Regions from separate parts of the Mus musculus genome. Here region 2 is linked to region 1. The links are chromatin contacts, called in public HiChIP or PLAC-seq maps. All regions are on one chromosome and are shown on one strand. Each heading gives the region's core, a stretch centred on a gene start, on an enhancer-like site or on the middle of the called end of the contact. The rest is flanking DNA. Distances are from core to core; before and after follow the strand shown. Region 1 overlaps Myo18b (myosin XVIIIb). Region 2 overlaps Grk3 (G protein-coupled receptor kinase 3).

What was found. HiChIP or PLAC-seq counts read pairs in DNA pulled down with a chosen protein or histone mark.
Region 2: an H3K27ac HiChIP or PLAC-seq map of stem cell-derived neural progenitor cells shows a contact between it and region 1. The contact joins two enhancer-like sites. A contact is called at or near these places in 3 of 39 promoter capture datasets (the HPC-7 cell line, liver and stem cell-derived epiblast-like cells), 7 of 484 Hi-C or Micro-C datasets (the HPC-7 cell line, bone marrow-derived macrophages, cardiomyocytes and 3 more), 5 of 115 datasets of contacts at active chromatin or transcription factors (cardiomyocytes, embryonic stem cells, microglia and 1 more) and 3 of 9 other capture datasets (adipose tissue, liver and pancreatic islet).

The regions. Positions count from the first base shown.
Region 1 is chr5:112,883,185-112,889,970 of GRCm38.p6, forward strand. All of the region lies in intron 1 of Myo18b (myosin XVIIIb), which reads right to left. Among named protein-coding and RNA genes, the nearest start is that of Myo18b, 9.8 kb to the right of the region's middle. Within about 2 kb of position 3,932, at least 77 of the 459 cell types and tissues checked have an H3K27ac peak or open chromatin away from gene starts, as enhancers often do. A contact at or near this core is called in neural progenitor cells and stem cell-derived neural progenitor cells, where this site is marked.
Region 2 is chr5:112,993,975-113,000,760 of GRCm38.p6, forward strand. The region is part of intron 1 of Grk3 (G protein-coupled receptor kinase 3); the gene reads right to left. Among named protein-coding and RNA genes, the nearest start is that of Grk3, 18 kb to the right of the region's middle. Within about 2 kb of position 3,972, at least 16 of the 459 cell types and tissues checked have an H3K27ac peak or open chromatin away from gene starts, as enhancers often do. A contact at or near this core is called in neural progenitor cells and stem cell-derived neural progenitor cells, where this site is marked.

The DNA.
Region 1 (6,786 bases), core at 2,682-5,181:
ACAGAGTGAAGGAGCAAATAAGGGAAGGGACGACTAACACCAAAGGACATTTGTAAAAACATTTGGGAACCCACAGCTATAGAAGTTTCCTAAAATATACACATATATGAAAGGAATCTAAACAGAGTCATGACATATGGGGTAGACAATGCCCCAAGTAGACATTTTATGCTACCCAGTAAAGCTTCCATTTCCAGGAATAGGTTGCATCCTGTTGAGTTGTTGGCCAAAGGGAGTCCCATGGAAACCCCCAAACATCACAGGCTGTTGTCAAGGATGTTGGTTGCCCTTGACAACCTGGTGGTTAAGACCCTCTTCTAAGAAAACACCATCCACATCATCAAACACAGAGAAGTCAAACTGGTGCCCACCTGGAGGCTTTGCTCCCTACTGACTAGAGTTCATTGTACCAGAATGGATTCTGTATGCTACCAGAGGTGAAAGCCACTCGTCAATATGACCCAGCTATAAACCCTGAGAGCTATGGTGGTAACCTGCTTGCAAGATATAAACCACATTTGTTTTTTAAACTGGACTTAAGACCCATGTCATGAGATGCAACCCAGAGCTTATACTATTAAAGTAGCCAAGAATCTAAGACTGGATTGGTCATGGGCCTATGACAAAAACTTAATGCTGTTAGCCTGCAAAATAAACGTAGCAATACAGTGACTCCCAATGACATTCCGCTACACTCATAGATCAGTGCCTTGCTCAGCCATCATCAGCAAAGCTTCCTCTTGCAGTAGACAGGAACTAACACAGAGATCCTGTGATGGTTTGTATATGCTTGGGCCAGGGAGTGGCACTTTTAGGAGGTATGGCCTTGTTGGAATAGGTGCAACCTTCTTAGAGGAAGTGTGTCACTCTGGAGGTGGGTTTTAAAGTCTCCTATGCTCAGACTATGCCCAGAGTGGCTACCAGTCTCCTGCTGCCTTCAGATCAAGATGTAGAACTCTCAATTCCTTCTCTAGCACTATATATGCCTGAATGCTGCCATGCTTCCCACCATGATGATAATGGACTAAACTTCTGAAATTGTAAGCCAGCCCCAGTTAAATGTTTTTCTTTATAAGAGTTGCCTTGGTCATGACATCTCTTTATAGCAATGAATCTCTATGACAACAGGACAGGTCCCAAGCCCAAGAGTAGTTGGCCAAGACCAAAGGAACTCAATGGATTTTTGTTGATTTGTTTCATTTTGCTTTTCTTTTTCTTTCTTTCTTTTTTCTTTTCTTTTTCTTTTTGTCTTACTGGACTTGTCTTTGTTTTGATATTCAACATTTGGAGCATTGTTATTTTTTGTTGTAGATTATTTGGTTTTTGTTTGTTTGTTTTCAGAGAGAGAACAAAAGGGGGACTGGCATGTGAGGCAGGAAGATCTGGGACAGAAATATGATCAAATGTGATCAAATATGATCTAATTATATAAAAAAATTTTAACTAAAAAAATAAAAGATGAGGCATTTGGCTGTAGGGAAATCAGGCCTCAGCTAAGATGGTGGGAATGTACAGCTTCTATGGGAACTGGGGGTAGAGGGTCCTCTAAACATTAAAATGGATTACCATACCAGCCGGCCACATGTGTCCTAGAAATGTGCCCTGGGGATTCACATCTACACATCAGACATGTTAGCATCCCCAGGTTCACTACTACTCTAGTTTCAGACCCCACCCATGAGGAATGAGGTGAGAAATGTGGTCCCTGTGCACAGGGCAGCTGTGTGCATCCATGATGTGGTCCCTGTGCACAGGGCAGCTGTGTGCATCCATGCATGAGGACAGAAGAAGGGATGGACACAGGTGGAGATCTACATGCAGAAGGCCCAGAAAGACAGCTCACATCTGCTCTTATTCCTGGGTCCTGTACTTTATGCCGATACGTAAAATCACACATAGAAAGCCTAGCAGAAGGGAGTGAAGCTAGAGTTATATGCTCATGTGTGTGCACATATGTGTGCACACATGCACATATGTCCTGGAGATCTTTATCTCCTCCCATTCAGGGAGGTTGTGTGTGTGTGTGTGTGTGTGTGTGTGTGTGTGTGTGTGTGTGTGTGTGTTTTAATTTTCACTTGGGCCATGAGTCGAAATCTCATCTTCTCTCAGCTCTATGAGTTATAAGTTTGTTCAGAGTGCATTGTGTTGTACAATAAATAGATAGATAGATAGATAGATAGATAGATAGATAGATAGATAGATAGACAGACAGATAGATAAGGGGCTGGAGAGATGGCTCAATTGTTAGGATAATTGACTGCTCTTACAGAGGTCCTGAGTTCAATTCCCGGCAACCACATGGTGGCTCACAACCATCTGTAATGGGATCTGATGCCCTCTTCTGGTGTGTCTGAAGTGACAGTGTACTGTACTCATATACATAAAATAAATAAATTCTAAAAATAAATACATTGATAATAAATAAATAAAAGAGGGGATATGTTTCTCTATCTCCCTCTCCCTGTCTCTCTGCCTCTCTCTCTTTCACACACACACACACACACACACACACACACACACACACACACACACACACATTCACTCTGTGGTTGATAAGAAAATGGATGTTCCCATGGAATCCAAGAGGAAGAAACAGCCACAGGGCTTCGGGGAGGTCCCTGAGTGGAGGTACATGACCTGGGCCTGACCTTAGAATTATGTTCTTTCAGAGCCGTCCCAACCTCCACCCCCAGGACAAGCTCCTGTGCACTCAAGTACACATGCATGTGCACATGCAAAAGCACAAGCACACACACTCACACACAGAAGCACACACACTCGCACACAGATGCACACACACACATACAAGCACACACACACAAGCAAGCACACAGGCACACAAACTCACACAGGCACACATACTCACATACACTCACACACAGGCACACACAAGCACACATGCATAGGCACACACAAGTACATACATAGGCACACATAAGCACACACAGGTACACAAAATCATACTCACACACAGGCACACACACAAGCATACATACTCACACACAGAAGCATGCACAGACACACACAAGCAAGCACACAGGCACACACAAGCACACATAAGCACACACAGGCACACACACTCACACAGGCACACATACTCACATACACTCACACACAGGCACACACAAGCACACACAGGTACACAAAATCACACTCACACACAAGCACACATACTCACACACAGGCACTCACAAGTACACACAGGCACATACAAGCATACATTCACACACAGGCACACACACTCTCACACAGGCACACACAAAACACATACTCACACACAGGCACACACACTCACATACAGGTACACACAAACACATGTGCACACACACACACACACACACACACATGCACACCATTAAAGCCTTCTTTGGTCATGGGCCTGGAGCTTGGCTGTGAGGACTGCATGGGGTCTGCAGCCCATAGCCACAGGCACGGCAGAACATGGGGACCCCAGGATCACCTTTCAGTCTCTTTTCACATCTCTTTCTAACTCATTTCCCAGCGATGCCTGATGAGAGGCCCGACCTCAGCCTCAGAAGGCCTGACCCCAGGCACTGGCAGCTGCCACACACTGGGCTTGGGTGCCAGGAGCTGGCTGTCCAGCCGTCACCAGGGAGTGACTGGCTGAGCGCCCAGCTTCCTCCATGGCTGGGTAAGGAAGAGACACACGGCTCAAAGAGCCAAGAAGGGACATTCAGGTCTGATGAGACCACATGCCACGGGGGAGGCTAGGAATTTACCACATGCATGTGACCAGAGCAGCCAGGTCTGTGCCTATGGAAAAGTCCCCAATGCATGAGCTCTGTGTGCAGCAGGCACGTACGGGAGGACACCTCTTTCCCCATACTGGCTTCCTTTGGGACACACTGGGGAATGTCCTAGTGACTCATAGGCCCTGAACGGATGAGCTGAGCTGGGGATATGAATAGGCCTGGCTTGACGCTGGCTGTCGTGGCCACTGTGCCCTCTTCATCCTTGGCCAGGACCCTGTGCTGAAATCACTCTCTGTCTGGCGGCTCAAGAACACTGGCTGTGACAGCCCTGAGCTGCCAGCTCTCCCCCGCCCGGGTACCAACCATTGTTCCTGGTGTCCAGCGCCCTGACTCCACCCAAGGGTTCTGGGTCAGCCTCGCTGACTAGAGTCCATTGTACTTCAGGACTCTGTCTTGCCTTGATTGACATACACTCTCATGTTTCTGTCCCTTCCAGGCCAGACCAGAGCATGCTGTCACACGCCAATTTAAGCAGCTTCCAGTGCTGAGTCTGGAATCTGGAAACCCTCTCTCCAGGCTCCTCTGGGAGGGGGGCTGGTGAGAGGAGTCCCAAGCCCTAGATCTGTAAGTGGCCTGGGATATTGTCCATGTTCAGGCAGGAGCTGAGTAGCTCACCATGGCTCTCTGATCTTCTTCCTCCACCACAGAGTGTCCAGTCTCCAAAAGGTAGCCAGAGTTTACCTGCCTCCTAAAGTAAATAAATGTTCAAGTCTTCATGGGACCAAAAGGGTCACTCATGACCCCTGTCTGACAGCTCCCCTAATCCCAAGGCAGTTAAAGTAAGCCCTGGGTATACCCTTCAGGGTACTTGGTCACCTCAGGCCCTTGGCAATGCTCTTCTGCCTACACACCTACATCTCCACTCCCCTGGGATCTCTGCTGAAAGTCACCATTCTCAAAGAAGTAACAGAACCACCTCATTCCGTTGTACTCCCCTGTGGCCTGGTTCCCTTCCATGTGCTATGAATGTTTGTTGAGAGGATAAGAGAAGGAAGAAGGTGCAAAGGGACCCCAGGGACAGTGCACCCCAGGGCTTCTGCTGTCCCATTCACAGTAGGGGTGTCCCCAGTTCACATCCTAGGAGATCTGGGGAGCCACACTTAAAACAATCTGGGTTTGCCTCTTGACTCAATTGCCAAAGCCACCTTCTCCCACAGTTAAGAACTGACCCTGGTCCTGGCCCTGAGGTCCTCACAGTGAAATCGCCCCAATCCTGCTGGAGCTGACATGAAATTGCATTAAAATCGGAGCTAGTACTTATTGCTAGTGTCGCTCTGCTCACCAACAGAGCTGGCAGCCGCTCAGAGAGGGTGAGGCCTTGCCTGAGGTCACCCAGCAAAAGTCTGAGGAAATTCCTGACACAAGGATGTTCACATTCTCTCTCACCATAGTCCACACGAGTATTCGGAAGGTCAACACAAGGGTACCACGTCGAGGCGTCCCATATCTGATGCCGAGTTGTGGAACCCCTAGAAGATGGCCAAAGTGTCTCTGTTAAGGGGGAGAATTGGGTTGGGGAGGGGTGCCTGTCATAGGGCTAAAAGTGCTGGTGACTGGGAATCAGAGAGGTTGAGTGTTGGTACATGGTCACACAGCAGGGAACAGCCACGGCCTGGATCGCTATATCCATAGTCTCTGAACTCAGGCTCCTCCTCCTCTGAGATACAGCACAGAGCACAGCTTTGATAACACCATCTTTGGAAGCCATTACATTCCAAAGTCTTCCAGTCTTGGCCAGGTTTTTTAGAGAGTAATTCCAGCCTGGGACCCTCCCCTCAGGCAAAAGAGGAGGAGGCTCTGTGACCCACATACAGGCAGTGGAGCAGTTTCTCAACTCAGATGAGCCAATGATCCCCCAGAACATAGTGGCCTCCCCAGGCCCCACCCGCGGCTCACTCTCCATGGCGCATGCCAGCTTCCCCACGGCTAAGTCGGTCCTGCCTCTTGATCATCCTGAGCTGCTCTGGGCCTCCTTCCTCACACAGGCAAGTAGAGGGTTCAGTCACATGCTGAGCTCTTCCACACAACCAAGAGGCTGGCTTTTGGAAGACCGAGTAGCCTATTACCAGCTCTCTGCCGGTCCCAGAGAGAGGACAGGCACTCAGGAGAACCGGCACCCTGAGAGAACGGAAGTAACCCCTTCAGCCCCTGGCTCCGTCTTTGCATCACGCAGTAAACAGTCTTCCTCCGCTCTCCTAAAGCCGTGGCAGGAATTGCTTGTGTGGTGGACCTTTGTTTTCCACCCTGTGAAGAAGAGCCTGGGTCGAGAGGAGTCCCCAGCCCAGCGGCAGGTGTCAAGGGGCATCTCTCCCACCTAGTCAGTAGGGATCCCTCTATCAAAGCCTATTTCCTCAGGCCAGTCACTCTTCCTGCTTCCATCAGAAGGTCCTGGTTCACTCTGGGTCCAGGAGGCATCTTGTTAGCTCCAGAGCACAGCACTCATTGTGCCTGGGAAGGAGCGGGTAGTTTTCTCTGTATGTAGGGATCTATGCATCTGTCTGAACCCCTCCCTGCTTCGAAAAAGACAGCCTCAGGCATATGCAAATAAGCAGGCCTGCGTTTTAAGGGCAGGTTTGTTTGTTTTGTTTTGTTTTGGAGACAGGGTCTCACTGTGGTGCCCTGGTTGTCTGGAGCCCACTGTATAGACCCAGGCTCCTCTTGAACTCACAAAGATCCACCTGCCTCTGCCTCCCAAGCATGGGGATCAAAAGTGTGTGCCACTGTGCCCTGCTTAAATGGAGAGTTTAAAACCAGGCAGAGACTCAGAGGGTCAACAGAGCCCATGAATGCCATTTTCTGACCCTGTCTCCACAGTCAGATCACATCCGGTTCTCACTTTCTTCATACAAAACAGCCACAGTGACCCAACTGCTCTCCTCAAGGACCCAGCCAGGCAGCAGCCCTGCCCTGGGCAAAGAACCCCTGAAAGATGAAGCCAGGGAGGAAAGGGCTGTGGCTCCAACATCTGCATGACCCATGGGCTTGAGTCTGAACAAAGACCATGGTGCTTATC
Region 2 (6,786 bases), core at 2,722-5,221, 110 kb after region 1:
TTCTCATGTTTAATTGCTGGTTCGGAGAAAGTGGCGGCTTGTCTTCCTCCAACACTTGTGCACAGAAGATATTTTGAGATGCACCATAGACTCAAGTGAGGTGCATCTCAGACTTAACATACAGAACCACAGAACTTCTCAAACTAAACTACTAAAAGTCTCTCCCCACCCCCCCCACACCCCAGGGATTAAACAAAGACATCCATCCTCGTGAGCTACAGGGCTGGTGGAATAGCTCAGTCGCTAAACTATGTGAGGACCTGAGCTCAGATTTCCAGAACCCTTGTAACATCCAGGCCAGCAACACACAACCATAACCCTATCCCCGAGGGCAGCAGAGACAGACAGAGAGCTGGGACCTGCCAGTGAGACCCAGTACTGAAACACAAAGTAGAAACTGGTCCAGGCAGGCAGTCAGCATTGACTCTGACCTCCATACAGCACATGAGAGTACAAACAAGGAACCTTACAGGGAAAACCGAACCCATGGACATTAAAACTTCCCTTTCGCCATTAGACCTCAAGAAGGAGAAGGATATGCCCCAGCCTGAGACAAGACTGCAGACCGTCATCGGCTGAAGCCTGAAATCCTACACCCACGAAGGTGGCTCCTTACAACTGGAGAACGAGAGATCACCAAGCAAGGGCTGAAGATGCTAGCATGAAGAACACCTGCTGCTCTTAATGAGGGCCCAAGTTCCCATAGGGTGACTCACCACTGTGTGTAACTTCAGTCTCAGGGGACCCACCACCTTCTTCTGACCTCAGAGAGCACCAGTCACACACCATGCTGCACATACACACACAGACAACCACTTACACACACACTATAAACAAAAGTCTAAAAAAGAAGCCAGGCAGTGGTGGCGCACGCCTTTAATCCAAGCACTCGGGAGGCAGAGGCAGATGGATTTCGGAGTTTGAGGTCAGCCTGGTCTACAAAGTGAGTTCCAGGACAGCCAGGGCTACACAGGCTAAACCCTGTCTGGAAAACAACAACAACAACAAAAGTCTAAAAAAGAAACTAAAGAGAATGACTATCTAAAAACTTGTATGAGGCGGAGGCAGGAGAATCAGAAGTTCAAGGACAAAGGACATCCTCAGCTATGTAGAAAGCTGAGGACTAGCCTGGGCTACATGAGATCCTGACTAAAAAACAAACAAATAAAAAAAAAAAATCAATGAGCAAACATACAAATGAGTGGACTTACACAAGATGAAAAGGGATTAAAATCACAGTGTGACTCTACCACACCCTGCCAGAGTAGCTTCTCTGAGGAAAGACCAAATCCTGTGTCAGTGAAGATGCAAAATGTTTAACTGGGAATGGACCAGGCACAGCAAAGAGCCTGGCAGCACCTTGAAGTTCAACAACTTCAAGTCTCAACTTTCCTGAGACCCACATTCAGTTCCCGGGCACTTATCCCGGAAATGTTCATGCATATAACCAAATAAAAGTTGACATGTGACTGAGTGGTGATTCCAGCCTTTTCCACAATGGCTAAAGCCTAAAAATAATACACATTTCCACAATTGCTGCTAAGACACACAGCTAATGGAATATTACTTGGCAATAAAAAAGCTGAACGAGGCAGAGGCAGGTGCATATCTGTGAGCTCAAGGACAGCCCGCTCTACATAGTGAATCTGAGACTATTCAGAGTCAGTGTCTCAATACAGGGGTCAGAGGGAAATAAACTATTGGTTTATGCACTAGACAGCAGATTTAGGTCCTAAAATAATTGCATTGAATTACAGAAGTGAAATTCTCAATCTCCCACAAAACAGTGCATCTTCCTTGATCACAGAGAGCAGAACCAGGCTCTGAGGAGGAGCATGTGTGCACACATGTGTAGCATTACCTAATACACATCATTAGACATGTATTTGTATGTTTAATTTGGCAGAATCAAACTTACCAGGTTTTCCTCTAGCTCACTATGTGTCTGTCTCTGTCTGGCTTACTCCTTCACTTTTTAACTTTAAAAAATTTCACATGTATGAGTGTTTTGCCTGCATGTGCCTCTGTGCAACATGTGTGTGTGTGTTCATAAGTGTATGTGTAATACGTGTATGCATGTGTGTGAATGTATATGTATGTGCATGTACATGTGTGTGCATATGTGTGTGTGTATGTTGCACATGTATGTGTGTATGTGAGTGCATGCATGTGCTTGTGTGTGTGTGTGTGTATAAATGTGTGTGCCTGGTGCCAGAAGAGGCCAGAAAAAAACATCAGATGCCCTGGGACTAGAGTTACAGGCAGCTGTGATCAGCCATGTGGGTGCTGGGAATTGAACATCATATGTATGAATACTAGATCTCCAGTGGTGGAACTGTTTGGGAAGGAGTAGGGGGTGTGGCCTTGTTGCAGGAGGTATGTCACTGGGGGTTGGCAGGCCATTCCCAGTGTGCTTTACCTCCTGTTTGTGAAGCAGATGTGAGCTCTCAGCTGCTGCTCCAGTACCATACCTGCCTGCCCGCTGCGATGCTCCCTCCATGATGGCCATGGATATTGTGGAATCACCTCAGCACACACAAACCCTTCCTTCTACAAGTTGCCCCTGTCATGGTGTTTTACTTCAGCAACAGCTAAGATACCAGTATGCCCTGGGGGCAAAAAATGATACAACAGTGAGGGACCTGATTTCTGGAGTAAAATAATTCAAAATAATAATAAAATAACACGAGCGGCAGACCCAGGGATCTAGATGACCAGGCAAATATACAGGCCATAACTGAAATGCAAATTAAGGGGGAAGTTTTTAATGTTAAAATACCACCAGCTGTAATTGTCTCAAATCTCAGCACTCAGGGGCTGAGGCAGGAGGATCTTGAGTTTAGAGTCAGCCTGGGCTACATAGGGAGACTTTGGCAGAGGAGGGGAGGGGGAGGAGAGTGATCCACGTGTGAGTTGATTGAACATCTGAAGCAATTTGAATCTGAAGAGAGTCACGAGCTCTCTCATAAATGGTTGCAGAAAGAGCTAGGGGTGAAGACAACATGTCTGCCTGGATGTGTTTCTTAATAACTCAAGGGAAATGGGAGGTGGAGGGAAATGAAAATAGCCAGGTAATGCTAGCAGACAGACAAGGCAAGAATAGGGGTGCCAGCTTTCATGTGAAACGAACCAACCTATGCAACGAATACTGATTGGAGTCCAGTGGGTTCCTTAAAATTTAATGGCAGCTGGGTGGAGAGACAGGAGCACCGCCCATCAGGGCTATGGAGACCCTGCTGAGTGTACAGGACAGTCAGCTCCATGGATAAAATGTCTCTGCTGCTAAAGCGGCAAAAGGGCTGGCAAGATGGCTCAGCCAGTAAAGGTGATTGCTGCCAAGTCTGACAACCTAAGTTCAATACCCAGGACCCACATGGTGAAAGTAGATCCAAGCTGTCCTCTGACTTCAGTGCACACCCACACACACACAACTAATTAATTGAAGGACCAGCCACCTGATCTCCCCAGGCCATGGGAAGAGAGGGAAGTCGAAGTGCCTGTTGGAGAAGATTTAATGGCTGATCTAACTGTGTTGCTTCTACAGATAAAATCCACTAAGTTCCGCCTGAGGTCTGGCTGTTTTGTTATGGTGCATAAATATTTTACCCAGTAGGCATCACATTCCCATAAAAGTCTAGTTGCACAGGAAGCAGGTGGGGGAGACCAGGCCAGCTGGTGCATGCATGCAAGTGCTTTGCAAGCCACTCACACCCAGACTGCAGAGGCCACCATTCATCAGAGCTACAAGCAAACTGCGGGCCAGCTTCTTTTTAAAAAAAAAAAAAAAGAAAGAAAAGAAAAGACTCACTTCAAACTTTAAGCCCTTCAAAACGAAACCGCAGGATTTTGGCATTTTGTTTTTCAATGTACAGTTGCTAAAGATTTTCCACAAACAACTCATTAGGCATACAACCCAGAAGGAAATACCCAAAGTCACCATGGAAACTTGGTTCCACTGTTTAAAGCCACCAGACCACACAGGCTGCTCAATGTCTCACCATGAAGATGAGGGCCAGCTCTTCCCTGTTCTCCTCCATCCTCCTGCTCCTCCCTGGTCTCCTGCACCCCCCAGCTCCTCCCTGGTCTCCGGCATCCCCCTGCCCCTCCCTGATTTCCTGCTTCCTCCTGCTACACCCTGGTCTCCTGCATCCCCCAGCTCCTCCCTGATCTCCTCCATCCCCAGCTCCTCCCTGGTCTCCTCCATCCCCAGCTCCTCCCTGGTCTCCTCCATCTCCAGCTCCTTAGCACTGGATCTTACCTATAAATTCCACAGCCTTGAACAATCCAGCAGCCACAAGCCATTTGTTCTTGAGAACATACCAGCAAAATGACTTCAAAGCTCCTCGTGGTACTCCAACAAGATCTGAACAGTCAATACCAAGTCGTGTGTGTGTGTGTGTGTGTGTGTGTGTGTGTGTGTGTGCATGTGTGTGTGTGTGCATGCGTGTGTGTGTGTGTGTGTGTGTGTGTGATGCAAACATATGCCCACACACTCGTGTATTCAAGCATGTGAATGTAAGAGTCTATGGATTTCTTCGTCTATTTCTTCCTCTATTTCATGCCACCTTTGCATTTATGATTGATTGATTGATTGACTGACTGATTGATTGCAACAGGGCCTCACCATGTGGCCCTGGCTGGCCCGGAACTCAGAGAGATCCACCAGACTCTGTTTCCCAAGCACTAAAGGATGTATACCACCATACTCACAGCCCACACACTCCACCTCTTCTCAAACAGAGGCTCTCCCTGAGCTTGGAGCTCGAAAATTCCTTGAGACTAGCTGGCCATCCATCCAAAGGTGTCCTCCTGCCTCGACCCCCTGCCCCAGGATGACAGACAGGAACCATTGGGCATGTGAGTGTTGAAAATTCTGGATCTCCTGGTTGTACTGCCAGCTCATGAAAGCCAAGCCGTCTCCCCAGCCCCCTCCTCCCAAACATACTTGCATTTCACTAGAAATTTAAAAAAAAAGAAAAGAAAAGTCTCCACATATGGTTAACCCCAAACAGACTGCATCTGAAAGGTTAACAGCACCTGAGGCCATCTGTCCATCACATGTCGATCAGAACCACGGCTTTAAACTGGGTTCAAGAGTCGGTTTTATCCATGCAGCACCCAACTCATGAGCTGCTCTATCGCTGGCTACTAGGACACATCTCAGAGGAAGAATCTAAGCCTGGGTCTGTCTTATCTGGAAGACTCCAGGGCCATGGCTCATTAGAAGACACTTTTCTAAAGAGGTCCCAAGTCCTACTCATACATGCACAAGCCACCCACAAGCTTTGCCCCACCCACACCCAAGCCATTCCCCAGCCATTTCCAAGCCACACCCCAGACTCTCCCCAGCCATGCCCACCCACACCCAAGCCACGCCCCAGATATGCCTACCACACCCCAACCTCCCCACCATACCCAAGCTACACTCCAGTTACCCCCCAGCCACACATACACACACACACACACACACACACACACACACACACACACACGCCCCGCCCATAGCTGGCCACGCCTCACCCACAACAAGTCACGCCCCGTCCATGTCCAAGCCACACCCCAGCCTCGCTCCTCCCACACACAAGCCACGCCCAGGCATGCCTCAGCTTTATCCCAGGCACAGCAAGCTCTACCCAGACACAGTGGCCCCCACTACTGTTAAAGATCACTCCTGCCTTTTTATTCCGTGCCCTTTCCCCCTTCTCATGGGAGCCTCCAATGCAAGCTCCAAGATCCCTTTCGGAGTCTTCAGAACCACGAGGCCTTCCATGACCTCCCAGGGCCAGCCCACCGGCTTCTCTGCCTCCCAAGTCACTGTGAACCTCTGAGGACCGGCAGCCACCATTCTGGCACAGAATCACACCTTCTGTCACTATGAACGTACTCACGTATCACCACGGAATGTCCACAAAAGAAGGAGTGAGGAGCTATCACTTTTCTGAATACATCCATGAATAAATCTGAAAAAACTCATGTTAGTTCGTGTTTACTTAGGACGCGATTCGGACCGGAAGTAGTCTTTCCTTAAAGATACAGGATAAGGAGTCCGTTCCCGCGTCTGCCCCCGAGAACGCCCTCCACATTCAGATGCTGCATATAGTGCAACTGCAGAGAGGGAGGTTCACTGATGGTCCCCCACAGAGAGTGCTCCCATTTACCCTTCACGGTTTTTAATTCTCCTCTCTGGATGTGTCAAGATGACCCAGGGTTCCCAGGGGTTTCGCTGGATTACACCTTGTCTAACACCTCACCTCCCTGGAAGTCTGTACAGCTTGCCCTAAGGAAGTCCAGATCAACAACTCTCTGACAGATCAGAACCAGGAAGACTGTATGGACATTGAGATCCGAACCCTGAAAGTCCCCTGCTTGGCCAAGGGCAGCTTGTGAGCCTCTGGATCCAGGACCCTTGATGCTAAGGACTCCGTTCCTCACCATCCTCCACCCGAAGAGAGAAGAACCCAGTCATACCTTAAAACTTAGTGGGGTCACATAAGCAAGTTCTCATCATCTGAAACCTGACCAAAAGGGACGCGCTCCTCCATGCCCCTTCCTTAAAAGGAAGTTGGCTTGCCCTGGGCTCCTCCCTCGCCCCTGCCTTAGCTCCTTCATTAGCTGGTGTCTGGCCTGGAGCAAAAGCTGGCAGGAAGGGCATCAAGGACAGAAGGGACAGTGGGCAGCCATGAGCAACAGAGCTGGTCACTCACTGGCTTCTCATCTTTGCCAAGCCTGGGGTCAAAACTCTTCTGGGGCTGACGTGAGCACTCAGTAGACAAAGAGAAGCATCCT